Linked DNA regions of Rattus norvegicus: region 1 is linked to region 2. Evidence: chromatin contacts called from public Hi-C data. All regions are on one chromosome and are shown on one strand. The core of a region is the stretch at or near the end of the contact, and the rest is flanking DNA. Distances in the headings are between cores, read along the strand shown.

What was found. Hi-C and Micro-C count contacts between places; a contact is called where the count stands out from the background.
Region 1: a Hi-C map of liver shows a contact between it and region 2, with 2.8 times the contacts expected there. The contact joins two enhancer-like sites. A contact is called at or near these places in 3 of 12 Hi-C or Micro-C datasets (hepatocytes, kidney and liver).

The regions. Positions count from the first base shown.
Region 1 is chr16:52,129,860-52,135,749 of GRCr8, reverse strand. No RefSeq gene overlaps it. Among named protein-coding and RNA genes, the nearest start is that of Ptmal4, 100 kb to the right of the region's middle. Within about 2 kb of position 2,444, at least 5 of the 93 cell types and tissues checked have an H3K27ac peak or open chromatin away from gene starts, as enhancers often do. A contact at or near this core is called in liver, where this site is marked.
Region 2 is chr16:52,081,746-52,087,333 of GRCr8, reverse strand. No RefSeq gene overlaps it. Among named protein-coding and RNA genes, the nearest start is that of Ptmal4, 56 kb to the right of the region's middle. Within about 2 kb of position 3,848, at least 11 of the 93 cell types and tissues checked have an H3K27ac peak or open chromatin away from gene starts, as enhancers often do. A contact at or near this core is called in liver, where this site is marked.

The DNA of each region.
Region 1 (5,890 bases), core at 1,195-3,694, 50 kb before region 2:
AGGAAGCCTGATACTTCTATTTTAAATATGGACCAGTGACTGGGTAAACAGATCCTGAGTGCAGAATGGAAGTGATACGCTTACTACAGATGTAGAATATCATCTCTTGAAATTTCCATGTCCACTGAACATCTGGGGTCAACTTCCCAGTAATTGTTTGTGGACGGGCTAAGATTTAATTGGCTAGATACCTCAAACAAAGGGAAAAAGTCAAAACAATCATTTCAAATGCTATCAGATATTTCAAATACTATCCATACACAACTTTACTGGCCAGGTACTGACAGAATTGGCTGTGTTCTCTTTCATGCTGGACCTTTCCTATGGAGGGAAGGGCTCCTGAGTCAGAATTTCTCACTTTCAGTTCTTGAATCTGGCGGGGATTATTCGTTCCTATATTACAGCATGAACCATCATCTTCTTAGGAAGTCTGCCAAGTTCCTCACATTTTTGCCACAGAAGACAAACCTCACTAGAAGCATGTCCTTTCCCTTTTCTTCCAGCAACAATGACTTTTCAGTTACCAGGAAGACCTGCCCACTGCCAGCTGCACAGAGCCCTTGTGTGCATGTGTGTGCATGTGTGTCTGTGTGTGCCCACAACATAAAAGCCTCATGTGTATAAAGCAGCAGAGATGGCTTCTTGCCCCATTGCCTGGAAATCTTACTATACTTTTTCTATAAACTTCGTGGCTTTCCTCCTGTAAGGCGTGGGCCAGCCCCAGTTGGGCAGCAGGCTTCCCACACCAAGTGCAGTTGGTTGTGAGGAACGAAGCTAAGAATGTAAGTCTATTTGCAGTGATCTCTGGGAACTAAAATTCTGCTTTTAGGACAATCCATTTCCTTGGTGACACTGTACCACTGCTCTCAGAAATTATCTTTTTTCACATTTCATCATCACTAGAGAGGCTACTCACACCTCTCTAGCTGTCCTTGTGCTAGTTTATCTGGCACGATAGTAGTTATGATCATAGTTCTGATTCAGAGGACTTTACTAAACAGTAAACACAGTGAAAATATGTACACTGCTGTTCTGTAGAAAGTACAGAAGTCCATTGTTTGCCCTAAGTTTTTGAAGGTGAGCCCAGAAGACCTGGCTAGAAATCAAAATGGAGGTACTCACACTAAACTGCCTCCTCACCAAGTAAAACAAGGCTGTTTATTTGACCTTCCAAGTGATAGAGGTTACAGAGATAACAGGAAAACTTCCCCAAAAGGCCAGTTTCATTTGGCATGATTACGAAGTCCCCACTACCTTTTGTCCTTACCACCAAACATAACCTCATGTTAACCAATCGATTATTTCTTAGGCGTATATTTCCCTGTCCTCATCTTAGTGAGAAAGTAAGTTTGAAATTACCAATCTTAGCCCCAAAATTGGGCAATTATTATGAGTCCATTTTAAAATTATTGCAAAAAAATGTTCACCTTTTCCCCCAAATAAAACCAGCATCCTTTGCCTTGCTGGTTGGAACACTTTTTCTACCATGCAGGATTCTGGGATGAAGGAGACTTTTACATCCAAATTGAGCATGACCCAAGAATCTAAAGGATTAAATACTTACCATCATTGAAGACCAACCTGAGACTATGGCTCCAAAGTTGATTGTCTCATGCCAATGAAAATTAAAGGCATGGACTTTCGCCGGAGTCTGCAGACTGGAAGTAAGTTTTACTAAGCATTATTATAGGAAAGTAAAAAAAAAAATAAGAAGCCAAGGTCTTGAATAATCTTCTTGTGCACTATGTAAAGGTTGTCTTTGTATTATTTCAAATGCCTGATTTCTGCACCAGCAGACTGCTCAGTTCTATCTGGACTTTGGAATTGTTCTTTCTAAGAAGCATCACCTGCAGATCTGATGGTCTATAGCAGGGCAGAGGCAGAAAGGCAAGACTTCCAGGCCAAGAAACGATCTCTGGGAAAGAATCAGGCATAGAAGAGTCATCAGACGAACACAGAAGAAGAAATATGCGCTGGTATTGAAGGAGAGGAAGCAGGTCGTGGGGCATGATGAGAACAAAACAAAAACAGGTTAATTAAGTCATACGAGCTAGTTGGGAGTGAGCCTAAGCTCTAAGGCCTAAGCTTCGTAATAAACACAAGTCTCTGCGTCATTATTGGAAGCTGCTGGTGGGTCAAGACAGTCTGGAGAAAAGTGAAGGAAATTCCCAGGAGCTGAGAGAGGTTTCCAAAGAGAGGGAAAGGCTGCTGAACTTCTTTGTTTGGTGGCTTTTTAGGGTGTTGGCAGAAACTGGACAAAGCAGAGGTCATCTCTCTTGAGATTGGTTAATTCTCTGGGTTATCATGGACTGAGCCAATGGAGGACCCATATACTCTAGGCCTGGTTCCCTGGGCAAACAGGAAGATTGTCATGGGCTGTTTATGCTCCACCCACCCAGTCAAGGGTAGTCAGTCGAAGCCTCTCTCTGCTCACTTCTGACTTGTACCTTGTTAGCTGTTGACCTGAACTGTTAGTCAATTGGCCAGGATTACGATCCTCTGACCTTGCAGGTGTTCCAAATGTTGCTAATTATACAGAGATCTCTCTGTTCTCTTGGTAACCAGGAAGTAATGTTTTGGGTTCTGTTTTTATCTTCAACAGGATGGACTGGGGTCTCTTTTCTGAAAGGGAGCAGTCCTTGCTAGATATCATTCTTACATACAACTTAGTTTATTATATCTGCATAGAAGCAAAAACTCAAAGCTATGGACTAAGCAGTGGTGCCTAGCTTGTGCTTCCCAAAGGGGAAAGGTTACGTGGAAGCTAGCCAGCCATTCTTCTGTAATTGGCCTTCTCAGAGCCTGTTTGTCTCTTATCAGATCCATTTGCCTACCTCATATCTAGCTGCAAGCATCTTTGTCTCATCTACAGCACTCCTGGTTATACTGTTTTAACTCTTACGTTTCCTTTTCACCTCAAATTGCATTCTCTTGTTAGCTTGGCACAAGTAGAGAATGACAACGTGTACTTTTCACTGTGACCCTTTTCTCTCTCTGCCTTCTATGAATTAATTCCCACCTCCTCATTTTATGGAATGAATATTACAGATTATAGAGTAAAGAAAATAAAGAAAACGTTAAATTGTTATTTTGTCCATGACCCTGTCTATATCTCGTGTTCCAGTAACTACTTCCATATAGGAAATAATCCCTGAATGTAGTAGTTTAACCCTGCCATCTTGTTGGTTGTGAGGATCCATACCTAAAATTCCAGAACTCCAGAGGCAGAGAAAGGAGGACTCACTTGAATTCCATGCCAGCTTGGGATACACAGCAGTGCCCAGAGGGACCTGAAGAGGGCATCAGATCACCTGGGACTTGATTTAGTGACAATTGTAAGCCACCATGTGGGTGCTGGGAAAGGAACCTGGGTCCTCTAGAAGAGAAGACAGTGCTCTAACCAGGGAGCCATCTCTCCAACCCCCTTGGCTGTTTTTAGACTTTATCAGTATTATACTATCACGTCTTCATCTACTCCACCTCTCTCTACTAAGTTACTCCCCCCTCAACCCCACCCCATGCCATTATTACAAGTTTAAGGAAACCATATCCTTTGGTCCTCTTTCTCCCTGGTTCTCTTTTCTGCTCATTCTTGTCTCTTCCACCTACAGAAATGCGCAGAATCTGTACTGGCTAGTTTTGTTTGTCAACTTGACACAAGCTGGAGTTATCACAGAAAAATGAATCTTGGTTGTGGAAATGCCTTCATGAGACCCAGCTGTAAGGCATTTTCTCAACTAGTGGTCAAGGTGGGAGGACCCAGCCCATTGTGGGTGGTGCCATCCCTGGACTGGTGGTCTTGGGTTCTATAAGAGAGCAGGCTGAGCAAGCCAGTGGAAGCAAGCCAGTAAGTAACACCCCTCCATGGCCTCTGCATCAGCTCCTGCTTCCTGATCTGCTTGAGTTCCAGTCTTGACTTCCTTTGGTGATGGACAGCAATGTGGAAGTGTAAGCTGAATAAACCCCCAACTTGCTTCTTGTTCGTGATGTTTGTGCAGGAATAGAAAGCCTGACTAAGACAGTATTTAACAGCACACTTTTAAGAATGTATTTAGTTGTGTGCATTATGCATGCATCAAAGGCCTACATTCAGAATTCTGGCCAATCATTGGAATGTTCTGCAAGGTCAGTTTATTGAGGTAACAGTGAATCATCTTTGTGTCCCTAGGTATAGAAAAAAAAAGTAAAATATCACGGTTAGCACAAAATATCTTAGTGGCATCTTAAACTAGATTTTGTATGATTCAAATCAGTGCAGGAGGAAAAGTTAGTTGAAATCTCCTCTGAGTCTTTACAACCAGCATAGAAAGAAAGATGGGTGGATTAGTTTGTTTGGGACACCAAAGGAAGTACAATACACAGAGGGGTAAATAGCAGCAAACTGGCAAAGAATAGTGGGACTTTGCAGCGTGTAGTTTTTGCTATCCCACTTTAAACTCTGACCAGCCCCTGCCTAAGTTCCCTGGGATCCACAGATGAAAGACACACACACACACACACACACACACACACACACACACACACACACACACACATACACTCCAGTTAATCTTAAAATGCCTTTGATAATTCAGTGACTGGGCACTCCTAAACCTTGCTTGGAGAAATGGCCTAAGATTTCACATGACTGGTCACCTTTTCACCCTGTGAAGCATGGTAAAAACCCTTCTCTCCCATATCTGCTAGCTTGCCTTTGGCAACCCGGAAGTCCCACCTATCCCACCCAACTCATTGACTGCTAGCATCTTTATTGATAGATCAAGAACCAATTGGGGAACAGAACCTTAGCATCAGAACCACCCCCTACAAGACCCTTAAAATGTCTACATATCAGTCCTGGAATCCTGTGAACTTCATTTATAATCCAAGAGGCGACTCTTTCAAATTATGGAGGTGGTCTTGGTGTATCCTGAGAGTGTCAACTAGTGGAAAGTGTTGCCCTATTTTTATGTATTGAATGCTTAGTTTCCTAATGGTAGTGCTATTTTGAGATGTAGAAGACTTTAAAGATGGCTGTAGTTGGAGGAAGGTCAGCATCGAATGCCTGTGAAGGGTATACCCAGTCCCAGACCCCTTCCTTGCCCTAGCCTCTTGCCTTCACCTCAGGGAACCATCTATAATCATGAGGCAAAATAAATTTTTCCTCCCTTGAGTCACTTTTATTAGATATTAGCTTGCACAGCAAGGATAACACTTGTACAAGGGTGAAGACATAAATGGATTCTCTAGGAGTTGGAAGAGGAGGAAAGAAAGCAGTCTTGCTTACAAATCAACCCTTGTTGACATCTGCCTTTGCACAGTAAGCCAACAAGTCTTCTATTGCTTCAAGTCTCTAAGCTCCTGGTATTTTGTTATGGCCACGTTATGAAACCAACTCAAAAGGCCAAGTTAAATGAAACAAGAAGTCGGGGAAGGGGAGAGGAAGCACGGAGGTCAGTAAGGCACACATTGCCCAATATCTTATTTTCTACTATCACAGCATGTATTCAACCATCCCACCTCTTCTCCTGGTTTCACTTCTGCAAAATCAAGCATGAACGAATAATTGGACTTATGAGAAAATTAAGGTTGGTGTGGCCTTCTCAAACACAGGGAATTTATAACTAGAACACTAGCAAAATGGGGAAGATAGTTTAGTTGACTGGATGGTGGCTTTTCCACTCCAGCAGTGGTCCACTCTTGCCATACTTATAACCCAAGCTTATGCCTTTTCCCAGAGACTAAAGTGCTGTCAACAGCAATTGCTTTCCGACAGGGACATGCTTCATTCAGGTTAAGAACCCAACCCCAGGGGCTGGGGAGATTGCAGTTGGCAAAATGCTTGTTGTGCAAGCATGGAAATTTGAATTTGAATCCCCAGTGCCCATATAAAAGACCAGAAGATCATCAC
Region 2 (5,588 bases), core at 2,599-5,098:
CCTGAGCTGACAATGGGGACAACCTGGGTCCTGAGGCCGGGGGAGTTGCCTCCCACCTTCAGGAGAAGAACCAGTTCTGAAGAACCAGACTCAGAGCTGAAGGTCCATTTTTCCTGGGTTTGCTTCGGTTGGGCATTCTTCGTGCTTTTTGTCACAAAGCCTTCCCTCTGTTTAATCCTAAAGCTGTATGTCCACAAGCTGAAGAAGAAGGGCCTGGGGGGGGGCCCTCACTGGAATCCTCTGTCCATCTTCTCAGTGTGCCACATTTATTCCTCCTCCTTTTTCTGACTTTCATCATGGCTCCTACTTTTAGTAAGGATATTAGGATAGGATGGGAGGGAGAGGAGGGGATGGGAGGGAGGTATGGGGGATTGGAGGGGATGGGATAGGGAGGTAGGTGCACACAGTCCCATGGGACCACCATCCCCAAGCTGGAGCAGGCACTTTGCCTTAAAACTCCCATAACTCTGTGTCCTTTCCTGGGCCTCTAAGTCCTGTTGTGTCTTATAAATGGTGTGTAGTCCTGCTCCCTAAGGAGAGAAGCCAGGCATCTGGGGCCTCCTGTTATGTGACATAATCATCCACTGATCTTTCACAGTGAACACTCAGAATCCAATAATTCATCTGATCAATTAGCATCGGTATGGCTTTGATCTTATTGGCATTTGTGTTAAAGGTTTGGTTCCCAGCTGATGGTGCTACTGGGAGCTGGTGGAGTGCTTAGAGAGCTGGCTCTAGTGCAGTTAATGGTGGGGATCATATCCTTGGAACAGTTATTTGAACCTCCTCTCTCTCTCTCTCTCTCTCTCTCTCTCTCTCTCTCTCTCCCTCCCTCTCACCCTCCTCCTCCTCCTCCTCTTCCTCCTCCTCCTCCTCCTCCTCCTCCTCCTCCTCCTCTTCTTCTTCTTCTTCTTCTTCTTCTTCTTCTTCTTCTTCTTCTTCTTCTTCTTCTTCTTCTTCTCCTTCTTCTTCTTCTTCTCCTTCTTCTTCTTCTTCTTCTTCTTCTTCTTCTTCTTCTTCTTCTTCTTCTTCTTCTTCTTCTTCTTCTTCTTCTTCTTCTCCTCCTCCTCCTCCTCCTCCTCCTCCTCCTCCTCCTCTTCTTCTTCTTCTTCTTCTTCTTCTTCTTCTTCTTCTTCTTCTTCTTCTTCTTCTTCTTCTTCTTCTTCTTCTTCTTCTTCTTCTTCTTTCTTCTTCTTCTTCTTCTTCTTCTTCTTCTTCTTTCTTCTTCTTCTTCTTCTTCTTCTTCTTCTTCTTCTTCTTCTTCTTCTTCTTCTTCTTCTTCTTCTTCTTCTTCTTCTTCTTCTTCTTCTTCTTCTTCTTCTTCCTGTCACCCTCAGGTGTGTGAGCTACACAGTGTGATTTCTATCTTTACACTCAATCTTTTCACAGCCTCCAAAGGCAATGGAGCCAAAACTGTGGATTAAATGTTGGAGCCAAAACATTGTTCTCTTTTAAGTTGACTTCCTCAGGTATTTTGTGTTAGTAGAGAGACTAGCAGAGAGACTAAAGAGTCTTTGTAGAAAGTTGTATTTGTTTGAGGGACTCTAATCCCCAGAGCAGACCCCACTGTGAGGAATTATTCAGTGAGCTCTCCAGATCTCATGAAATTCTTGGATGCAGGAATTAAAAACAAACACAAAATACTATTTTTAAACACAAGATACTTTTAAAAATCAGGATGCCAAAAAAAAGGCCACTCATACAAACTGTGAGTGAGGTTACAAAATACACATGCACATGCATACATGCACACACACAGGCAAACATACTCATACCTCCACTGATTTCTGGTAGATGTGGGTTTGGGCGAGTAATTTGAAAGTATGAATTGATATATGTCTCCTCTATGACCCAATTCCACTTCTCTGATTCTCCCAGAGAAACCTTTAATAAGTGCTGGAGGAAATGAACCAACACAGTACTGTTTATGTTAGCAGAACCAGAAAGCAGCCCAACACTGAGAAATAGGGAAATAGCCCAACAGACTGGTTTGTCCTTATGGGGACCCAGGCGGCAGTTACAGAAAACCATGCAGCACTCTATCCAAGCTCAGCAAGTTCCCCCCAAATATCCTGACTCATAGAAGTTTCTCTAATTAGTATATGTGCACCTCTCCTGGCCTTACAAATAGAACCATCAGTGTATATATTTTATTCAACTACCCCAGGGTGCATCTTTTAAAAGAAGAAACACAAATCTACCTTTACATCTATGACAGCATCAGACTAGGCTGAGGGTGGCTGTGCTGCGGAGTTTTCTGTCAATTTGATGGAAATTAGAATTATTTTGGAAGGGGGAAGTTTAACTGAGAATATGCCCCCACTAGATTGGCCTGTGGTTCCTCTTCCTGATAGGTTATTGATGTGGAATGGTCCAGATCACTGTGAGCAGTGCCAGCCCCAGGCAGAGATCGTGTGTTCTACAAGAAAGCAGGCTGAGCAAGCCATAGAGAGCAAGCCAGTAAGCAACACCCCCCATGACCTCTGCATCAGCCCTTGCCTCTAGATTCCTGCTGTTTGTTGGGTTCCTGGCCTGACTTCTATCAGGAATGAACTATGATCTGGCTCTGTAAGCCAAAATAAACCCCTTTTGGCCTGTTACTTTTGGTTATGGTGTTACATCACAACAATAAAGATCTTAGCTAAGACAATGGCTATCGGAGATGCTGGTATTACCTACTGTATATTAGCAATGAAAATGATGATGGCATAATTTATAATGTACACAATTTGGAAGGATATTTTTAAAAAGATTGTGCTATACGAGTGTTTATCAATGTGTTAATTGGTGCCATGAAAATTTAAAAAATGACCACAATTGTTCAATATCAAGAAATTAGTTAAATGTATTAAGGGGATCTCACGATTAATAAAAACATACTAAATAATGCAGAGAAAATGTTCACAGCAGCTGCAAAGGGACATGGGCAGATTACTGAACAACGGTTACATTGTTTACACATTCAACTCCCCAGCAGGTGTCAGGGTCCAAAGTCCAGGTATTTGAGTGGAACACCTTTTGAAAGGTCCAATATCACTGTCTGGAGTATCGTTGATGTAAATAATGATCCCATGAGATATCAAAATATCTGAGATTCAGAAGAACTGCAGGAAAGGACCCTGGTTCAAGGACAGAAGTGTTGGGACCCAGAAAAAAAAATAGATCCTCATGCAGGCAACTTTGGGGGTGGAGCAATGAGAGGTGTCTGTGAAGTTCCATTATCTGTCTACAAATCAGAGTCACCCAAGAGGAGCAAAGTCACCTTGAAACTTACTCAAGTTTCACCAGCCAAAGAGCAATCAACTTTTCACGAGGCAGAAGCAAACTTCCGAATCATGGCTACTCTTTCTGAGGAACTCTTGCCATTTGTGGTTCTCCAGGCTTGCTCTCTCCTTAAAACTCAGAGAACCTCTAAATTTGCCCCCAGCTTCCTCCTTCTTGCCTCTCAGTACGAAGAAGCTATTTAAGCCTTGCCCATTTGGCCCCTCGTTTGGGTTTTAAATTTTGGCAATGGCTCTCATGCTTGTGGATGTAATGTTCGTCATGATTTTTCTCTCAGCTAACCCTGCAGTATAAGCAATATCAACTTCTCAATTCTACTTGTTTTCATGGCTTGGAAATTCAATATTCGCAAATAGCTGTGAGCTAAAGTCTTGGTCGTCAGCCTCTGATACTTTTGGGAGATAATAGAATCATTAAGGGATGGGGCCTAGTGAAAACAAGTCAGGCTGTTATGTCCTTAAGGGGGACAACGTTTTCTTCTGTCTCTTTGCTCCTCAGCTCTTATGAGGTGAATCCCACTCCAGCTTCTGCCATTTGCTTCCGACTCCATATCCCCCGTCATCATAGAACCAATGTGTGTCATCAACTTGTAAGGGAAGGGGAAGTGAAACCACCAAAATTAGACAGCTCTGTGGGTAAGGGAAACAGTTTATTCAACCACTATCTCTTGGATTTCAGAGAAAACAGCATGGGTATTGGGAGAGTCCTGCCAAATATAAGGAGACGGGTTGCAGCGCACGGAGGGTGGGTTAGCTGGAGCACCTCAGGAGCCAGCATGAGTCTCTGATCCTCTGGGGACCTGTTTAAGTTAGTAGAGAACTCAATGCACTCTCTGGAGACTGGAGGGGCATACAAGGAAGTAATGGCTCTCATGGCAAACAGAAACCCGTTTTACAAGATTTCTAAGGAATGCTAAGTGTTGACCTGGTCCAAGTTATCCTAAGCTGAATCCAGATTGTCATTTGGGGGAGTTGGGACCTGACACAAATGTACACTAAAACCTCTGAAAGTGTTAGTCACATAAACCTGTTTTTTAAGTTGATTTATCTCAGATATTCTATCACAGAAGCGGGTCATGAAGCATCTCCCCACGAGGCAGAGGGTCAGTAGCACTTTAGGAGAAAATCCCATCCTAACGTCGTCTTCCTGTGGATCCTTTGGGAATGATAAGCCCAGGTCCAAAATGGAATTGACTCAAGGATCCACAGCGTGTATCCTCCTTCAGGAGGTTCCCGTTAGTGTAGAAGTATCTGGTCTTGCCACCGCTTGAACAGAGACTTGGTGAGGTCCAAGACAGTGGCTTTTCACTTCTTTCCCCACTAGAGGGCAGAGTTCACGACTGCACCCGAATCTCTGGGGTGGGTAGTCAAATTCTTCCCAGCCACCTATCCCTTCCCACAGTGCAAGGCAAAACCCAGTACCACTTTGGAAGCAAGGTAAGGTTAGTCTATACCTTTGTCTTGCCCATATCAAGAAACCAGCCATGTATATTAAACCCCATGAAAGATTATACCAAAAAAAAAAAAAAAAAAAAAAAAGTGAACCCTTGAAAGCCAAGGAAGAATGTTAGAAAATTAAGCAGCCGGTGCATTTAGTGGGGGGTGGGAGTGGGGATTCCTATAGGCAGGATGGATTCAACATTGTGGGAACGGAACAGGAAATGGAGAGGGAGCGCGCAGAAGAATGGGGTGGGAGGGAAGAAAGGGGCGCTATGGTTCTGTGTTTATAAAAGACAAAGGTGTCCATTGCTGGGAGGGGGAGAGCAGTTGTTTTCTCCCTTCATAGGCACAGGTGCTTGGGTGACATGAACCCTTTCTATACCAGGGAGAGGGGGACCTCGCCAAGCTGACTGGGCTTGGTGTAAACCCAGGTGAGAAATGACGGACATCCCAGGCACTAAGCAGTTGTGGCTTAGAAAAAAGGCAATAAAGCAACAAACGCAAACACGCCTGCGTGCCTAGTATGTTTAGAGGGGGGACAGAGGAGTAGAGGAGTTGGAAGTGGAAGAGATGGCAGAGAGGAGGAGGAGAGGGAGGGGGAGAAGGAGAAGGGGGAGGGAAAATGGGAAGGGTTGGGGGAGGTGGGAGAGGAGGAGGGGGAGGAGGAAGAGGAAATGGGAAGAAATAACAGACATTTCAGTCGCTGGGAGAGAACATAGGGTGCCTGGGTGATTCTAGAACCCCTAACCTGTCAACTAGCCTACTTTCCTTTTTCCTTCATTTTTTTCTCAATTGTGTATGTTTACACGCTGTGGTCCTCACACCCGTTGGCACCAAGCACTTACTACAATAAGGATGGGCCACAGT